Linked DNA regions of Ovis aries: region 1 is linked to region 2. Evidence: chromatin contacts called from public Hi-C data. All regions are on one chromosome and are shown on one strand. The core of a region is the stretch at or near the end of the contact, and the rest is flanking DNA. Distances in the headings are between cores, read along the strand shown.

The links. A called contact is a pair of places that touch in the nucleus more often than the background predicts.
Region 1: a Hi-C map of skin fibroblasts shows a contact between it and region 2, with 2.7 times the contacts expected there. The contact joins the promoter of COMMD3 here to the promoter of DNAJC1 in region 2. A contact is called at or near these places in 3 of 16 Hi-C or Micro-C datasets (hypothalamus, mixed tissues and skin fibroblasts).

What each region holds. Positions count from the first base shown.
Region 1 is chr13:22,838,141-22,840,911 of ARS-UI_Ramb_v3.0, reverse strand. COMMD3 (COMM domain containing 3) reads right to left here and starts at 1,511. Exons shown (of 8, transcript XM_004014219.6): 1 at 1,343-1,511; 2 at 1-55. The coding sequence starts at 1,481. LOC132657616 (a long non-coding RNA gene) reads left to right here and starts at 1,658. Exons shown (of 2, transcript XR_009596035.1): 1 at 1,658-2,771.
Region 2 is chr13:22,562,514-22,565,213 of ARS-UI_Ramb_v3.0, reverse strand. DNAJC1 (DnaJ heat shock protein family (Hsp40) member C1) reads left to right here and starts at 1,336. Exons shown (of 12, transcript XM_004014216.6): 1 at 1,336-1,830. The coding sequence starts at 1,603.

The DNA.
Region 1 (2,771 bases), core at 262-2,761, 280 kb before region 2:
GCTGCATGACAATGTTTTAAAACCACTGGGTCAATATGTTTCAAGTCTGGGTGATCTATAATAAAAGTAATTGCCAATGATGCCTGTGATAAATTCTTTATAGTCCTGTTTCTAAAAAGGTATTTTCATTTGGTGAAGAACTCTAACAAGATAACAAGAATTCAACTATAAGGACTAGAAATTTTACGTAAATGAGATGAGCAATATGGTCAATGGCATAACAATGAAGAGCACACATCAATAATCCTGCTGTTACCTGGTCAAATTACCTTCATTTTATTTTACCTTAATACTTAAAAAAAAAGTCCTATTGTAAAATATACAGTGGTCATTCTAAAGTGAATGGAGTAAGTTGAGAAGAAAATAAGATAAATATTTTACATGGTGTAAATTTAAGAATTAATAAACTTTCCTTCTAAAGATTAATTTTAGTGTAGGTAACTGGTTCCACGGACTTTAATACATGGAGGTGGAGAAGAAGGAAAGAGTTCGAAATATTTTCAAGCTTCGATAGTCTTTTTTTTTTTTTTTTTGGAGATTAACCCAGGTGGTGGTTACTATTTTCGTTTAAAGAACTTCCACTTTCATACTTTTTGTACACGTTTAGCTCGTGAATCTATAGGGAAAAAAACACAAAAATTTGAATTGTTGAGATATTTATAATTAAGAAAATCATTTAAAAGCGATCTATCTTTAAATATGCCTCCATCCATACTGACACCGCACTCCGCAGTGACCGGACCATTTAAAACAGACTTGCTTCCTGATAACTGATGCGGAACAGAACATTATATACCACATTTTAAGAGTCTGGGCGTGGAACCTGTGCAAAACATGTTGAACTAGGGTGTTGGAATGATCAGAGGAACTTGAGGTATTCTCTAAGCTGGAAAATGTCAACACTATTTGACCGAGTAATTACTCTGGAAGCAGACCCTTTAAAACCTTCGCCAGCCTAGTACTGAAAGCTTGAGTCGCAGGGAGCTGCCCTGATGAAGTCCAAGTGTCAAACAGTCTGCCCAAGACCAGGGTGAAAACCTGAGACGTTTAGGCCACAAACAAGACTTGAACACCGGCTTTACAAAAGAACAAAGAGCCTGAGAGGGGAAAATCAGACCAGGAAAGTGTAGCTTGCGGTGTGCAGGTGCCAAGTGAGGAGAGAACAATGATCTGGGTTCGCTGTGGGTTCTAGCAGAACCACATCCCCACACTCCGTCCGGAGCGAAGGGCAAAGCCCGAAGACTTCCTCTTCCCGGGGCTTTCCCCTTCTCGCTCGGTCTCGCTCCTCTTCTCCGAGCGCCCCTCCACCCAGGCCGATCCAGCTCAGAGCCGAGCGGCTTACCTAACACGGCCTCGTCCGCCTGGGCGTCCAGCAGACTCTGGAAAGCCGCCCGGAGGAGAAGCGTGAAGGTGTTGGAGTCGAAGGAGCCGGGATCGGCCAGCATCTGGAAGCCTTTCTGCACAAACTCCGAGAGCTCCATTGTGAGCGCGCCGTGACCTTCGACACGCGCACCACGTGACACGCGCCGCGCGCTCAGCTGATGCGGCCGCGCGCGCACGCGGCTGGGGCGGCGGCGGCGGTGGCGGCGGCGGCGCGGGCTGCGGGCCTCACCGCCCGGGCCCTCCGCGGCGGCCTCCCCGCCCGCGTCCCGGCCCGCGTCCCCGGCCGCCCGCCAGCCGCCGCCGCTTCCGTCTCGTCCTTCCTTCTGTTCCCGCCGCCGCCGCGCCTCAGCGCTAGGGGCGGCCCGAGCGCTTTGTGGACGCGCTCGGCGCTCACCTAGGACTGTCACCGGCTCCTTCGGGGCCCGCGGGAGCGCTCCCGAAAGACTCCGCGGGTGGTGGTGACGGTGTCGGGATCCCGGTCCCCACCGGCCCCGAGAGCTACTCCTTCCCCGCGCCCCGCTCAGCGCGAAAGCTGCGGGAAGCTCCAGTCTAAGGCAACTGGTTGGTTTTTGGTTTTGAGCTTTTTTTTTAAACTCAACTGCTTAACCCCCAGCACTGCCCTTTTGTGAATGAGACTGTAGACGACTAATTATAATTCTTGCTTATTTCTCCTTTTTCATTGTCATTTCTGGAATACGGCAATTAATTCCTTTCTGCGTGGGGGGCGGGGTGGGGGTGGGTGGGTGTAAACACGTATACATTCATATAGTGCGCGCGTGTAAGTTCTGTATTTCGACGACTGAGAATAGTACCTTATTTACGAACACATTGGACAAAATGATTAAAAAATAGTAGATGCAGCTGCAAATAAACACCTTTCCAAAAGAAACTGATACAAATTTTATGCTACTGTGCTCACATCTATGGGTCCTGTTTTAATTAGTCAAGCAGTCCTCAAATATTTATATCAGATAGTTATCTTAGTACAATACAGTTAAGAATGGCAAAGTCTGTATTAGAAGTGAATGCCCATAATTTTGAAACTTCAAATATTGTATAAAGTAACTTCCCCCTTTATAGTTCTACGAAGTTGAAGAACAAGAATGATTCTTTTAAAAAAAAAAGCACAACAAAGTAGGTTATGAGTTTTTTTGATCAAAAGAATTTAAAATTCTTTTGGGTGGAGAGGAGGGATAAGGAAGGAGGAAGATGTTTTAGTCTTCAGGAGGCATAATTTGAAACAGACTTAGCATGAAACACTTTCAAAGGCATAATTTAGGTGCTTATTTGAAAAACAAGTTCCTAATGAATACAGTCAACATTTAACCTTGCACCAATGGATAAAAAGCACCTGATTTCACAACAGAACGCAAATAGAATAATTTAGC
Region 2 (2,700 bases), core at 87-2,586:
TTCTTCGCTTTCTGCATAAGAGGAAACACTAGATCTCTGTCCCCCTCCCCCACACTGCCACCATGTGAAGGTATAAGAAAGAAGTCCTATGAAACCTGGAAGAGGGTTCTCACCAGAACTTGACCATGCTGACATCCAGTTTGTGGTATACTGAGCAGCCTTTGAAGAGGGTTTGAGCAGCCCTTGAGTACTAAGATACCCCTGTTCTTGTATCTTTGAAAGTTAAGCCTCACTATGAATTTAAAATAGGATTAATTCAAGCATTATATTGTATTATTTTTAAGCATTCATAACTATTTAAAAATATTTTTTAAACTCTACAGTAATAAAAGGATTTAAGTAAGATTTACCTCCTGGATACTGTTCTTCTAACCTCTGTCAAACACAACACTTTTTACTATGAAAGTTTTATTATTATCCTATTGAGCTTAATTCAACTGGTGGGATCCAAAATGAGAAAAAGGAGATAAAACTCTCAAAACTGCTAAAGCATCCTGAGTTATTCAAGGATTTATTTGTTCCCTTCTACTTCCTCAGCAAGAGTAGGGAGTCAGGGAGGAGAAATGTGAGAAAGCTAAGAAGAAAATAAGCTTCACACAAAAGAAAGCAATAGTGGTGAGGGGATAAAAAGAATAGGAAATGAGACATTGGTGGAAAAGAGAGAAGGTTTTTAGCTTAAATGTCTTTAATAATAGACAACTGGGAAAAGAGCACCAATTGTCAATGGGCTAACGTGGATAAGCTTCACTTACCCTTAAGATTTTGAATGTCTGTCATGCTTATTACTTTCTACCTGGTTGTCTATTTTGTAGTATTATGCCTGTAAATATTATTTCATTATTAGAAGTATACTTTTTGTCTTGGTTCAAATTTTATCTCTTCTTCACCTCTCTTAAAAGGAAACTTTAGACTGCTCACTAGATTTGCCCCTTTCAAGCCCTGGGTTCAATTCCTCCTGTATTTTTGGGGATGGAATAATGAAATGTATGAAACAGAGGCTGTAATCAAAAATTCAGTTTTCAAATATGCTTTTAGTTTTCAATATCTGGGGGAGGATAAGAAGGTAGCTGTTTCACGGATGCGTGGGACGTTCCAGATAGATGCGCGATGTCTGTAACCGTTCACGTCCCTTAATCTGTGCCAATAGTCGCGGAGAGAAGCGGTTTGCTGAGGCCCAGGTCTGGGGCTCCGGCTACCCTACTTCCGGCCCCGCCTCCTCTCCCGCGGTTGCTAGGAGACGTGATGTCACCGGAAGCGAGGCCTGGGATAGGCTGAGGCGAGGGGAAGCCTCTCCCCCTTTCGGCGAGCTACCTAAACGCCCGGCGCTGGCTCGCCAGCTGTTTGTAGGCCTGGGTAAAGGGTGAGGGTCCGCGGCGGGTAGGGCCGCCCGCGGCTCCGTCCGCGCTCTCACTGGACGAAGCGTCCGCCGTCTTCCGCCGCCCCTGCCTTCTGTCCAGGACCGGGCGCTGGGCGGGAGACTCCGGGGCGGCTGCCCGTGCTTCTGACTGACAAGCAGTGTTCCCACAGTCTGCTCTGCCCGCCACGTCCCCGGGTCTCGGCCGACGGCTCTGCGCGGCGGCTGACCTCTCAGAGCCCGGCGCGATGACAGCGCCCTGCTCCCGGCTGGCCCGGCTTCCTCCGCGCCGCCGGCCGGGACTCGTGCCGTTCCCGCCGCCGAGGCCGCCGCCGCCGCCGCCGCTGCTGCTGCTGCTGCTGCTGCTGCTGGCGGCCGCGGGGCCGGCGCACGGCTGGGAGAGCGGAGACCTGGAGTTATTTGACTTGGTGGAGGAGGTGCAGCTCAACTTCTACCAGTTCCTCGGGGTGCAGCAGGTAAGTGGGGCCGCCCGCTCGCTCGAAGGCTGCATCTCTCGGGCAGAAACTTGCAGGTCGGGGCGGAAAGGAGGGGGTGGGGCGGGCTCTGACCAGGTTTTCTCCGAGGGAGCCCGGCTCGCGGGGCAAGACTTGGTCGTCCTGGGCTCGGCTGCCGTCCTCTGTCCGATTGACCACGGTCTTCTAACCTGCCTCAGAGGGAACGGCCTGCCTTCCCCAGTCCCTCACCGCCCGGGTTCCCTTCTCAAGTTCCGGTCTCCGTGACAGGCTGGACGGTGCCACCAGCCTGGGGTGAGGATCCCTTCTCTTTCCTCTGCCATTCTGGGGGAGATCCTTGCACCCTCCTGTGTTGCAGGAAGGAGGAGTGGTGGGGGTAGATCTTTGACTCTTAAACCCCTTCTCTTCCTGCCTCTCTGATTGTGGAAAGGTAGTCGTGTCTCCCTGTAAATTTTCACCTTCCCACTTACCCTTATCCTTTTAAGAGCCTCCTTTCCTGTCTTTCCGGAAAGGTTGGAATGCCTTTTAGTTGGCGTCTGGGTTGCAGAAGTTTTTCTCGCACTGTACTTTGTAATGTGTGTAGCCTGTTGGATTAGGCATTCATAGCCCCGTTTAGAAATCTGCAGGAGCTTGAAGCCTCTACCGTGTTGTTCGGGAAGTCGGAGAAGGAGCCATCAAGTGCTGGGGCAGTAGAGACACTTGGGGTGCTCCAGGAAGAGGAGCTCAGCCAGTAGCACAGGATCGTTTTCTTTTTCATTTCGTTTCCTTTCCTTCTTCAGCTCGACTTGAACTTGTCCTTTTTTTTATTTTTTCCTGATTGCTTTCACTCTGGGAGTGCTGAATGACTGTTACTGAGAGGATGCCATTTCACTG